Linked DNA regions of Mus musculus: region 2 is linked to region 1. The links are chromatin contacts, called in public Hi-C maps. All regions are on one chromosome and are shown on one strand. The core of a region is the stretch at or near the end of the contact, and the rest is flanking DNA. Distances in the headings are between cores, read along the strand shown. Region 1 overlaps Fars2 (phenylalanine-tRNA synthetase 2 (mitochondrial)). Region 2 has its middle 9.0 kb from the start of Gm40913.

Region 1 (6,501 bases), core at 3,756-6,255:
ATTGATAATCTATATCTTAGTTAATGTTTTTAGTGCTGTGATAAACACCGTGACCAAAGCATCTTGGGTAGGAAAGTGTTTATTTTATCTTACATCTCATACTCTTGTCACTGAGGGAGGTTAGGGCAGGAACTGTTGTAGAAGCCATACAGGAACAATGTTTACTGGTTTGCTCATCATAAGTTGCTCAGCCTGCTTCCTTATAGTACCTAGGACAAGCTATGCACAATCATTAATCAAGCAAATTGCCCATAGGCTTGCCCACAGATCATTTTGGTGGGGCCATTTTCCCAGCTGAGTTTCTAAGTGACTGTAGCTTGTGTCAAGTTGCCAAAGAACTAGCTGGCTCAGGTAAGATGAGATGAAACTACTTTATGATCTACTTGTTTTGTTATTAATTAAAATTATAATACCACTCTTAACATATTGAAATATCAGAATTAATAAAAACCTATCACTGGAAGGATAACCTTCTGGAATCATTCTCTAGTCCATAGGTGTTGAGTAGTAAAATAGGTGCGTGTTGTAGTAACAATTCCAAGAAGAACAAGAAAAGTAGCTTGGGACTGGGCCATAGGAAGTCTGGACTTAGTTTTGGGACTGTGACAGTTTTCCTAGTAGAAAAATGATGTTGTCATATGTTCCCAGAGGCCCTCATGTTAGGGGGAAGTAAAAAGACTAAAGCAGAGAGAAGGTGCTCACTGGGGCCTGGATGACAGCAAGTAGTGGACTTAGGATCAAGGAAACCTAAGCCCAAGGCTTCTTATTCAAAGTTTCTCATAAAAAATTGTTTCCCTTTATAAATAGATTCCAAAACTTACTTGGGTACAAAATTTAAACTGATTCGACTTTTACTTTAAACTGAATTTTAGTGTAGGAGGGGCCATAGCAATTTCTGTGCTCTCTGTCTCTCTGTCTCTCTCTGTTTCTATCTCTCTCTGTTCCTCTCTTTCTCTGTCTCTCTCACTTTGGATTTAATTGCACTATTAAAATGTAGGAGGTGGCAAACCAGAAGCAGTGAGAAGGGGAAGGTCTGCCATCAGCAGCACAGAGAACAGAGTTGTTCCAAACTGCCTGTGAGATGTCTTCAGTACAGCAGGCTGCATGAGAGTGGTGAACAGTGGAGCCTGTATGGTGACCAGTTACTGAGAATTGTGAACACACGAAAGGTGATGTAGCATAGGTAAAGGTGTTGGCTGCATTCACAGGGTTGGGAGTTAAAGAATTGAAAGTGTCCAGTGAGAGGTCTATTACTCATGACTACTTAGAATACAGGGTGCACTGACAATGGGGGAGGAGAGTAAGGAGTATCCAGGAGTTGACTGTAGTTTATAAGAGGTATTGTATGCTTTAGAAGTCTGTGGATGTTCTCCAAGACAAAGCCTTCTCTGTTGGTCTTCAGCACGCCACCCTTAGGGACAGGGAATACTACAGAAAACCCACATTACTGACAGGAGTATGTGGTTTATTTAGGCTTCATTATTTACATATGAAGTGATAGGCTGCTGGAGGACATATTTGCATATTATTTCAGTGGTGCTCTGTAGGTATTCAGTGAGCTGAGCTGGGCCAGGGAAAGAGAAAGGAGATCTTAGGCAGCTCTTCATCTAGCCAGCTTTCCTGCTTACTGTGAAATGCTGTTGTCTTGGTATTTGATTTCTCAACAGTAAAAACCACCTTTATAAGATAGTCTAGTTGGCTGGGGGAGGGAGATGGGATGGGGGTTTCTGAAGGGGAGACCTGGAAAGGGGAAAACGTTTGAAATGTAAATAAAGAAAATACCCGCCTCCCCCCCGCCCCCCAAAAGAAAGATAGTGGGTAAGGGAATCTTGAAGAACAGGTCTGCACAGGTTCAAAAGCAAAATGAAATGCTATGCTCTCTACAGATTGCTAGCATCCCCAGGCCTTCTCAGAGGACTTCACAGTGCTGTGGTTTGTGCTGGTACTGATGCTGCTGCAGGATTTTGGCTGTGGCCTTCTTCCCCACCATCCCAGCAGCCTCCAGTAAGGAACCTCTTGGCAAATGGGACTGCCTTAGGTTCACCCAAGATTTCGTGAATCTTTTCTTTAGAAATAAGACATGTTTTCTTCTGTACTAACATGCCACATAGCAATTGAGGTTTCACACATATTAAAGATCTCTTTCATGAGTATAATTGAAAAATGTGTTTACACTTGGACCAGTTTCCTGAAATTTACTTCTCAGGAAGGGGCACTGAGTAACTGTTTATGATAGCTGATTTTATGGCTGGACAGAGGAAATTAGACAGTTACAAAGTTTCCCTTGCAGTCATCCTGCTTTTGGTGTGGGAGGTGGGCCTCACATACAGCGATCTTGCGTTTTTGCACTGACACTGTTGTTTAACACAGGCCATACAATGTTTAGCACATAACTGGGCAGTTTCAAAGGTTTATTTTTAATAGTTCTATGTTTTCAAATTAAACTTTAAAGTATAATAGAACTGTATTTAGAAAATTTTAATAGAAGTATTAAATACACTAAAGAGCCAGTGATCACTGCCATTAAACTTTTCACATAGTTCTTCCTATGGCTTTATGTCTAGCGTGCATGTGTAAACATGTATTTGTATAGGTAAGGTTTTATATATACTATTATATGTCCTAATTATCATTTGTATATTGTTGTGTCTTTAGGATTCTTTCCAAAATTATATTTAATGACATAATGTTATATTGTGTGGTTATTCTATAATTTGCTTAATCATTTTTTGGGGTAGTCATCTTGTTTTTTACTTTTTTCTAATATAAGTATCATTAAATAACTGCATACTTAACTCTTGCTTTCATTTTGGTTTTCCTTTTGATAGTTTCCATTGCTGTGCCAGAGCATGTGAACAGTATTAAGTTTCACGATAGTGCTGAGTTGCTTTCTAAAAAGCTCATGCCAATAACTCTCTCACAGGTAATAGAGGAAACTGCCTGCCTTGAAATTTTTTGTTATTCATCCTTGTCAGCAGGATGCAAAACATACTCTCATGATGTGATCTTTTTTGAGTAAAAATGGAAACTAGTAGAGTAAAATCTATGTGTTTTGAAGCGGTCAAATTTTATATTTTTATCATATAGACTATATGCTACATCTGTGGTTATGGTATATATCTGATGGCTTTTGCATAGTGCTGACCTTGGAAGTTATGGTTGCTCAGAATTGACCCTTTTCCGCAAGGCAGTTGTAGTTCAGAGAAACCATTGTTCTGGTAAGTGTTTAGATTTTCCACAAGAGTGCATCAAGTAAGTGCTTAGATTTTCCAAAAGAATGAGGGGAGCAGAGAGAGGATGGTAGAAACCATTATAAAGTTAACATTAGAGCTAGAGGAAGGCCCAGCTGTTTAGGGCATGCACAATTCTTAGTGAGAACCCAAGTTCAATTCCTAGCACACACATTGGGTAGTTCACAACTTTATCTCCCAACTTTAGGAGATCTGACACTCTCTTCTCTCTACCCTTGCTGCCTGCATTTATGCTCACATGTATGTGCACATATAAAATTAAAAATAAGTAAAATCTAAATAATAAGTCTCTGATAAACTTTACACTAATTAATATTTTATAGTTTAGTCACTATGCTAGATTTGAGAGAATAAAGAAAGTTTCTAGTATTATTATTGTGGCCAACATCCTATAAAAACCTTCAAAATTGAGATGAAGTGGCTATAAAAGTCAAATTTTATGTTCTTCTGCCTCCTGTGGTTTTGTGACAGTGTGTCTGTATAGGCCAGGAAGGCCTTGCCTTGAACTCATGGCAATCCCCCTACCTCACCCTTCTAAAAATGGAAATTCCCCAGGTGTGCTTATGACCCTGATATGTCTTAAAGTTGTAAGACCTTCTCAGTTCAGAGTGGAAGAAGCAGTTAGCATCCCTTTGTCGAGGCTTGGCATCCTGTTGACCTTGCTGTCTTAGTCTTTGTTGGATGAGGTGATTCAGTAAGTTGATGTCCAGTGTACTTGGATAAGTTAACTATTATCAGTTGTAGCTGCCATTTGTTAAGAATTTTCTGTGCCGGGCAGTGGTGGCACAAGCCTTTAATCCCAGCACTTGGGAGGCAGAGGCAGGCGGATTTCTGAGTTTGAGGCCAGCCTGGTCTACAGAGTGAGTTTCAGGACAGCCAGGGCTACACAGAGAAACCCTGAAGGCAGCAGCAGGATGGGTTCAAGGCCACCCTTAGCTAGTCTATGAGTCTGAAGTCAGCTTGTGCAGCATCAGGCCCTGTTTCAAACAAACAAACAAACAAACAAACAAACAAACAAACCAAACCAAACAAACAAAAACTCCATAGATTTTGAGCCGGGCGTGGTGGCACACTTCTTTAATCCCAGCACTCGGGAGCCAGAAGCAGGCGGATTTCTGAGTTGGAGGCCAGCCTGGTCTACAGAGTGAGTTCCAGGACAGCCAGGACTATACAGAAAAACCTTGTCTCGAAAAAACAAAAACAAAAACAAAAAAAAAAAAAAAGAGTTTTCTGTGGTTCAGGTACTGTAGGGTCATCTATTAACTTATTAATTCTAACAGTGTCCTAATAGGACCCTGTTGACTAGAGGTGAAAAGACTAAGATTATTTTTCTAGTGAGCATTGGAGTCAGAAGAAGGAGACTGTAGTCGCATGGAATACTAGAATAGTGTTTTACATGGGAATCAGGTCACTGGGATCAGTCACTGTCTTAGTCACTGTTCTAGTGCTATGAAGAGACACCATGTTCAAGGCAACACTTATAAAAGAAAGCATTTAATTGGGACTTGGTTACAGTTTTTTAGGTTAATTTATTATCATCAAGGCAGGGAACATGGTGGCAGGCAGGTCCTGGAGCAGTAGCTGAGAGCTGTATCTGCATCCATGGACTGTGACGGAGAGAAGCACTGGGTTTGGTATGGGCTTTTTGAAACCTCAAAGCCCAATCTTAGTGCCACACTTCCTCTAGCAAGGCCACCACTCCTAACCCTTCTTATCCTTTCAAGCAGTTCCATTTCCTTGTGACTAAGCTTTTAAATATATGAGCTCACAGGGGCCATTCTGATTCAAAACGCCACCGTCATCTGCTCAGAATATCTTAGTATACTGGTTTGCATGTCCTAATATATATAGAGTCTGAGCTTTGGACTGAATGACTTCTTTTACACCGAATATTATTTTTTTCTATTAATCTGAAGACTTCAATCCATACGGTGTTGTAGAAGCTAGTTTATATATTAAGATATGGTCTTAGGAATCAAGGCTTTTGTGCTTTATGAGAGTCTTGCTTTATATCCTCAGGAGCCTTTATAACTTGACATGCTCCTGCCTTAGCCTCTTAAGTGACTGGAATGCAGAGCTGGCATTTCTCCCTCCAAGAATCAGTTTTGATTGTTTTGTGCACAGAGTTTTCTAGGTCTTTACATGATTTGCTTTTTTTACCAGCAGTGTCCAAGTTTTGCATTTTTTAAAAAGTGGGGATTTATTTTATCCGATTCCCTGTAGCTGGGTTACAGTTACAAGCAGCCTGGCATAGGTGGTGGGAATTGAACTCTGGTTTTCTGGAAAAGCAGCAAATATTCTTAGCTGCCGAGCTCTCTCTCCAGCACCCCCAAGACCTCCTCTTTACATGGATTTATTTTAGTGTATTTGCGGGTGCATGTCTTGTGATGTCATGTTTGTTCTGTGATGCCTATGTAAAAATCAGAGGGCAGTATTGGGAGGTTTTTCTCTCTTTTCATCATGTGGATCCTAGGGATGGAGCTCGTCATCCAGCTTGACTTTGGTGCCTTTACCCACTGTGACATCGTGCCAGCGCCAAGGTCTGCATTTATAGATCTAATCTTTCACCTTACTTTTGAACAGCATCTCTTTCTGTTTGGTGGAAATTACAGCAGAGGTAGCTCAGTCATAATTTGCTCATGTGCAGTCCCTCTGCATCTTACCAGCATATAGAAAATCATCTGAACAAACAAAATTTCTATTTATTTTGAGTTCTCAGTCTCAGTGACCAGCATGGTTACTTTTTGTGTTACTTATTTCTTGGAATCTCTGGGTCGATTTTGCTTCAGCTCAGTTCTACACATTGTTCAGTGAATGAAGTATCTTATGAACAGGGTCTAGATTAATTCCTTCTCTGTGAGGTGTATGTTCTTTCATCTTTTTGTTTTATGAGTAGGTGTCTAAGAGAAAGGCTTATGGATTAAACCACATGAATACTTCCATAAAGTTGCCAACTACCCATTTTTTCACCTTTCTTTCAATGACCTCCTTTGTCCTTTGGATTAAAGTCAATACTTAATACATATATTTATATTCTTGCTGCTTTCTGTTCTGTAGATTCTACATATATTTTGAAGTAAGGAGATTATGCTGACACTGCAAAGAAAACCAAACCAAAATAACAACAATAAAAAATACTTAGCAGAGAATTAAATGGAAGTCAAGACTCCAAACAGTTTTCGTAAGGGTCAGATCATTCAGGTTATTCATTTCTTGGGAGATGTGTTGTTTATTGGAGAAGTCACCCTGA
Region 2 (6,303 bases), core at 85-2,584, 1.1 Mb after region 1:
TACGGGTAAACTTCTGATGACAGGGACCGTGGCTGACACATTTTGAAAAAGGGCTTCCCCGGAATCCTTGCACTTAGAACATGGTTCCAAATGACTGCTTTCCTTCCAGAATGTAGTCTCAGAGACTTTTGCGCACAAGTTCGTGAACTGCTTGGTCGCAGCTTCCAGCGCACAGTATGCTAATTATGATTCATGCAGCATATTGACACCAAACTCTAGCCCACATTCACAGCGCCAGATGCAGCCAGCTACTCGGAGAACTGTTAAGAAAGCAGCAGCTCCAGGGCCCCCTTTACTAGATCCCTCCTAACACTTCCTGGGGAAAGTCTGAGTCCCTTTTACCACCACCACCTCTCAGCCCTTCACCAGGCCCGTCTGGTTTCCTAGAGCCAAAATAGTATCCTGGGATGGCTGTCACTGGATGTACCAAAAAGATACTGAGAACCCTGATTGTTTTCCAGAACAGAAAAACATTTCTTTATGTATTAGAATCCTTTATTTTCCCTTTGGACGAAAGCAAACTCCTCCACCCAACTCCATCTGTTCTTAGGTCTTTCCCAGATCAAGATTGCCAGCAACTGTAAACTCCACCTGTCTCCATTGCTCAAGAACTTCATTGTGCTCAGTAGCTACTCATCTCCAAAGTCAACTGGGATTGCTGAGAGCAACCGGAGGAAGCATCGGTTCCAGCCAAACTGCTGCACACTCCGTGCGCCCTGAGTTCCATTTCGTTCCTTCACAAGAGAAGTTTTTTCAGGACCTCAGGACCTCTGTGTGCCCAACCAACTGATTTCACAGGTCACACGAAATTCAGGTGCAAAAGACAAACTCAGTCAAGGAGGCCCTACCCCCTGACTAACTGACTGCTTCAACCTGTGTCACCATTGAACTCTGGAGTAAAGCAGAGCCTCTGTCAAAAGGGTTTCTAAGTTATGTCTTACCCGATTCTCCAACAGTGTCTGTAAATTTCATTTCTTTCTCATTTTTATTACCTCTTGGAGAATTTCATACAATGTAATCTGATCATATTCTCCTCACCCCCAACTCCTCCCAGATCCCTCTTTCCGTACTCACCCAACTTTTAGATTCATGTGTGTGTGTGTGTGTGTGTGCGTAGCACAATTTGTGCTGCCCATAACCTTTCGGATCTGTGACCTCCCAGTAGAGCCTGGTATACCTACCCACACCCTCAATGAATACTGGCACTCCCTTATAGGAATCTACCAGTAGCATCCTGGTTGTCACAGGAGGCTGACACCTGCAGAGCTGCAGAAGGACTGCCCTCCCTTGTGGTTTCTGGTATATTCCACAGTTTGCTAAATTGCTGCTTTGTACTTCCACAAAAATCTGGAGATCAAATGACAATGTAGCCAAGTAAAGAGGAACTCCCCTCCCCCCACCCCACCCCATGCCTTCTGGAAAGAACAATTTAATATTGACCAGCAGAGGTCTGTGGCCTGGCAATCCCCTAAGTTCTCTTGGGAAAACCATCTCAAGAAAGCTGTCAGAATGGCTCTCAGATGTGACAAAGGGGAGAGGCAGGGCATTCTGCCCTTGCAGAAACTGTAATCTTGTCGAAGACCCCAAACACAGCAATTTGGAGACTGGGTGGGTAGGAGTTTTATTTTCAAAATTAAAACCATCTAAGATAATTGAGAATCAGATGCGCTGATAAGCAATGATCGATAGAGGTTATTGTTCCTAACTAATAATTAATTTATCAATGATTAATTACTAGCTAAGAACTTTTAAGTATATTTTATCTAATTTCCCCAAGGCTGCATTTTTCATAGTTATAGTATAATGTGATAACCCACACACAATCTCTTCATCTTATTTAGATTTGTTTAGTTTTAGATACTGTTCTCTGGGTGTGTGATATGTAAGGAATGACTTCCACATATTTTATCAATCAAGGTATCCCTGTCTCCACCTTATCAGTTAAAATACTGAACATCCCTCTACACACACACACACACACACACACATTATAGCCTCTCTCTGTTCCCTTGCTAAGTACACCCCTTCCCTCACCCCTCCCTAGCCCAAGCCAAGAGTGGCCACCACCCTACTTCACTCCTGAAATTATGCCACACTATATAAACGAATGTGCCAGTGTTGTAGATAGACATCGTATAAATGTTATATATATAGACATCGTATAAATGCTATATATACAGACATCGTATAAATGTCCTGCCACTTCTTGTGACTGGTTCTGCTGTTGTTGTTTTCCATGAGAATGTTTCTTTGTAGAATCATTCATCTTCCTGCAAGACTCTGCAAGCATTGCTGGTGCACTTTTCTGGGTTTCCCACTAGTGTTGCAGTATCTGTGTACTACCCCAGAATGCTTCACCATCCACCTGCCGGAGTACATCTGGGATAATTTTAGGACTGACTATTAAACAGCCCACCATGAGCTAATACTTTTGGAGCTAATGGCTGGTGGCACTCAGCCTATGCTACCTCCTTAGCTCTGGGTTCCCCGTGGTGGACTTGTTCTTCAGGTCTTGTACTAAGTTTCTAATAGGATTTGAGAGTTCTTTGCACAGTTTGGATACCAACTCATCTTTAGATATGTGGCTTACAAATATTTCTGATACTCCTATCTTCCCCGTACAGACTTTCAGGAGCCAAAGATTTGGTTTTGATGATGGGCGATGTGCCAGTATTTCTCTGTTGCATTGTGCTTGTGTTAACAATTCTAACAATTGTTTGTCTAGCCCTAGGCTCCAATGATTTCATCAAACTTTCTACAGAAGTTTAACATTTTGTAATAATTTTAGGCTATATCTTACTATTTTACTGAAAGATGTTCCTAACACCATTGATTCCCTAACACCATTGTAAACCTTTCGTTCATTGAGTTGCATGTCAAAAGACTCTCAGACAGGTTAGCATGGCTCCATCTCCTCACTCAGTTCCTTTCTTCTGTAGGCATGCCCTTCCACCAATACCTCCTGGGCTTGATTACCATGCTATGTGCTGCGACCAACTACGAGACAGCTCTCTTTATTCTTATTTGTTGAGGTCGTTTTTACCTATCCAAGGGACTGCTTCTCTATCAAAATTGTATAATAATTTATTTCTATGAATACATTCTGATTTTTATCAAGATGTTATTAAAACTGTAGGCCCTATTGGGCAGTATGAGCATGTCTGGTGGTTTTGGGGAGTTCTCTCTCTTTGTCTTTAGTTTTCAAAGTTCTAAGGGAGGGTACTAGAGAGGGTGAATCGATCAAAATACATTGTGTACATGAATAAAAGTGACGTAATGAAGCCCATTAGAAAATATTATTAATATATGATAATAAATATTAAAATTCCAAACATAGTGTGGCATAAATTTCTTTTGGAGTTTACTGCTTGAGGCTTTCTCTTTATTTGGGATCCATGATTCAGTATATTTGGAGAACTTTTTAACCATACACACATAAAAACTTTCCCCCTCCGTTCTTTTTTTTTATTGGATATTTTCTTTATTTACATTTCAAATGTTATCCCCTTTCCTGGTTTCCCCTCCAAAAAACACCCTCCCCCATCCCCTCCCCCACCCCTCTGCTCACCAACCCACCCACTCTGCTTCCTGGCCCTGGCATTCCCCCACACTGGGGCAAAGAGCCTTCAGAGGACAAAGGGCCTTTCCTCTGATTGATGTCTGACTGAGCCATCCTCTGCTGCATATGCAGCTGGAGCCATGAGTCTCACCATGTGTGCTCTTTGGTTGGTGGCTTAGTCCCTGGGAGCTCTGGGGGTACTGGTTAGTTCATATTGTTGTTCCTCCTATGGGGCTGCAAACCCCTTCAGCTCCTTAGGCCTTTCTCTAGCTCTTTCATTGGGGACCCTATGCTCACTCAGTCCAATGGGTGGCAGTGAGCATCCACTTCTGTATTTGTCAGGCACTGGCAGAGCCTCTCAGGAGAGAGCTCTATCAGGCTCCTGTCAGCAAGCACTTGTTGGCATCCACAACAGTGGCTGGGTTTTTTGTCTTCTCTCTGTGAGCCATACTGGGAGATTCCTATTCTGGCCTCATGGTAACTGCTTCTAACCCCTGTTGACAAGGAGCTCCCCCTGGTGGCCCATCATTGTTAGGGCTCCTCTCTGCTCCCCTGTGTGATAGATCTGTTAGTCAGAACAGAACTCTCTAGTCCAACTTCCGGGAGCGGTGAGACTCCCTCAGCTGCCTCCCTTATCTGGGCTGAATTTGTGTCTCTGGTTCACAAGAAAAGAAAGAGAAAATGATTCTACATCATTTCATCTGGATAAAATGTCCTCCGTATGAGGAAAGAGACGTCCCAAGATGCTGGGAGTCACCCATCTGTCACACTCTTCCCATCGGCCGACAAAGGGAAGCCCTCAAAGAGCCTAGAGTCACCATGAAAGCCTGTGGGTCTGAAGCGTTGTCACATATTAGTGGCATAAGCCGTTGTACCTATACTTGAACCAAAGACGGTTGAACAGAGAAAAGAATTAAAAATGATCCGATGGCCAAAAAGCCATTGATCCGTGGGTTACAATAATAGATTTAAAAGAAAATAGTGGGTGATATTTTTAACAGCATAAGACAGACATAATGTCATGTTTATAGAATTAGGAATTTTTATAACTAGATCTGTACTATTTGCCATTTCCAAACAAGGAAACGGGGCCACTGGGACCAGTTACAGCCTCTAAAAGGCGTGACTTAGCGTTGAAGTTCATTCTTTCTGCTCTGAAAATCCACATCTTCATTGCCATCTTCTCAGCTCTTGTGAATGGACCCATAGGACGTTTGAGATCCTTGGAGGTGGGCACGCTTACTGAAAGCCACAGCTAAGTGGCTTCACAGTTCAAGAATTCTCTCCCTTTTCAGCTTCGGGCAGCAGTGAGGAGGACGACCATACTGGGCTGGAGGAGTGAGGACATGAGCGGTCTCCTCCCCGGCTGCCCTAGGCATGCACAGCTCAGGGGAAACTTCTCTTCCCTGGCCTCGCTGATTTCCCAGTCTCAGAGAGGATGCATCTGCCTTTGGAAAATGAGTGAGCATGGGATTGGGGCATCTGGGTGGAAGAAACAGTGTTGGCGGGGTCTAGGGAGGAAGTAAGGGGAAATCTGGGTGTGTTCCTTGTTACTAAACACTAGGAAAAGCTTGACACACTGAGACAAATTCTCTTCTATTCTCATCTCCTCTAATCCCAAATTGAAACGTTTGTTAAAACTGAATTTAATTTTTTAAGTTCTTTCATCTTGACGGAGAAAAACACATGCTGCAGTTGCACTCCGCGCTGATGGCTCTAAGCTGATGACTCTAAGCAAGATTGCAAGCTCTGAGCGGGCTGAATTGGCGGCGGGGGGGAAATGGCTTGGCTGCCCCTCATCTCTGCACCTTTGGCTTCACAATAAAGAATGCAGGTCTGAGCCATCCATACAGCTCAAACCCCAAACCACTTTTGGTCAGTTCCTCACTTGTGTCTTTGCATGGAATGTTCTGTGGGCGTCAACTTTTAGTAGAAATGTGACATTTTAAAACTCAGTTCTTCCAAGCTCGGCTATAAATCTTTTATGGAAATTAAAGATGAAAAATACATTTCTTTTCCATTGGTCTCATTTGTCTAATAAATGCCTCAGGGACTCACAGCTCAATCAATGCTTCCAATCTCCTGAAATTAAATTATCCTCCTTCCATGAGCTGGATAAAAATGACTTAAGTAGGTGGAATAATTTGGCTCTCATCTTGGCGTTATCGAGCGAGTAGTGTTATCAGCACTGTTTTCCCTACCTGTGGTGTTTATTTCAAGCACACTGTGGTGTTTGTGCACAGAGAGGTAGAGAGACAGAGATTATTTCTGCAAATACAGGTTTGTGAAACAGTTGTTTCAGTAAACAGGCTTCCCAATTCAAGGATTGAACTTCAGGCAGCAGGAGCCAGTACTTGCTCCATGGTTAACACACAGAGGTGGACAGAAGAAACCAAGGCTCTAGCTATCCATTTTTCTTATGGAATGGAAATACGTATTGCAGGGGTATATAGAACTTAATTTTGGTCATGTTGCTATACATGAGCAAGTTGCTTAAACGCTGCAAAAAGGTAAGTCACAAGCCACTGCAACTATGAAAAAGTAATATTTATTCTCATTTATCTATAGAAGAAGGCCATGGATCCACATGAAATAAAAATAGATTTACTGCCCCCCCATCAGATATCTACAGTATTTTTGCATAAGATAAGGTGTGAGGAGTGGGTGTGGCAGCAGTCCCAAGATGGCACCCGGGACTGCAGCCAAGTCTTATGACTTGCACCTGACTTCCTCATACACCTGAA

The links. Hi-C and Micro-C count contacts between places; a contact is called where the count stands out from the background.
Region 2: a Hi-C map of bone marrow-derived macrophages shows a contact between it and region 1, with 8 read pairs. The contact joins two enhancer-like sites. A contact is called at or near these places in 1 of 15 datasets of contacts at CTCF or cohesin (the NIH/3T3 cell line), 1 of 484 Hi-C or Micro-C datasets (bone marrow-derived macrophages), 1 of 115 datasets of contacts at active chromatin or transcription factors (embryonic stem cells) and 1 of 9 other capture datasets (embryonic stem cells).

Annotation. Positions count from the first base shown.
Region 1 is chr13:36,195,681-36,202,181 of GRCm38.p6, forward strand. All of the region lies in intron 1 of Fars2 (phenylalanine-tRNA synthetase 2 (mitochondrial)), which reads left to right. Among named protein-coding and RNA genes, the nearest start is that of Gm40912, 8.8 kb to the right of the region's middle. Within about 2 kb of position 5,006, at least 25 of the 459 cell types and tissues checked have an H3K27ac peak or open chromatin away from gene starts, as enhancers often do. A contact at or near this core is called in bone marrow-derived macrophages, where this site is marked.
Region 2 is chr13:37,321,612-37,327,914 of GRCm38.p6, forward strand. No RefSeq gene overlaps it. Among named protein-coding and RNA genes, the nearest start is that of Gm40913, 9.0 kb to the right of the region's middle. Within about 2 kb of position 1,335, at least 9 of the 459 cell types and tissues checked have an H3K27ac peak or open chromatin away from gene starts, as enhancers often do. A contact at or near this core is called in bone marrow-derived macrophages, where this site is marked.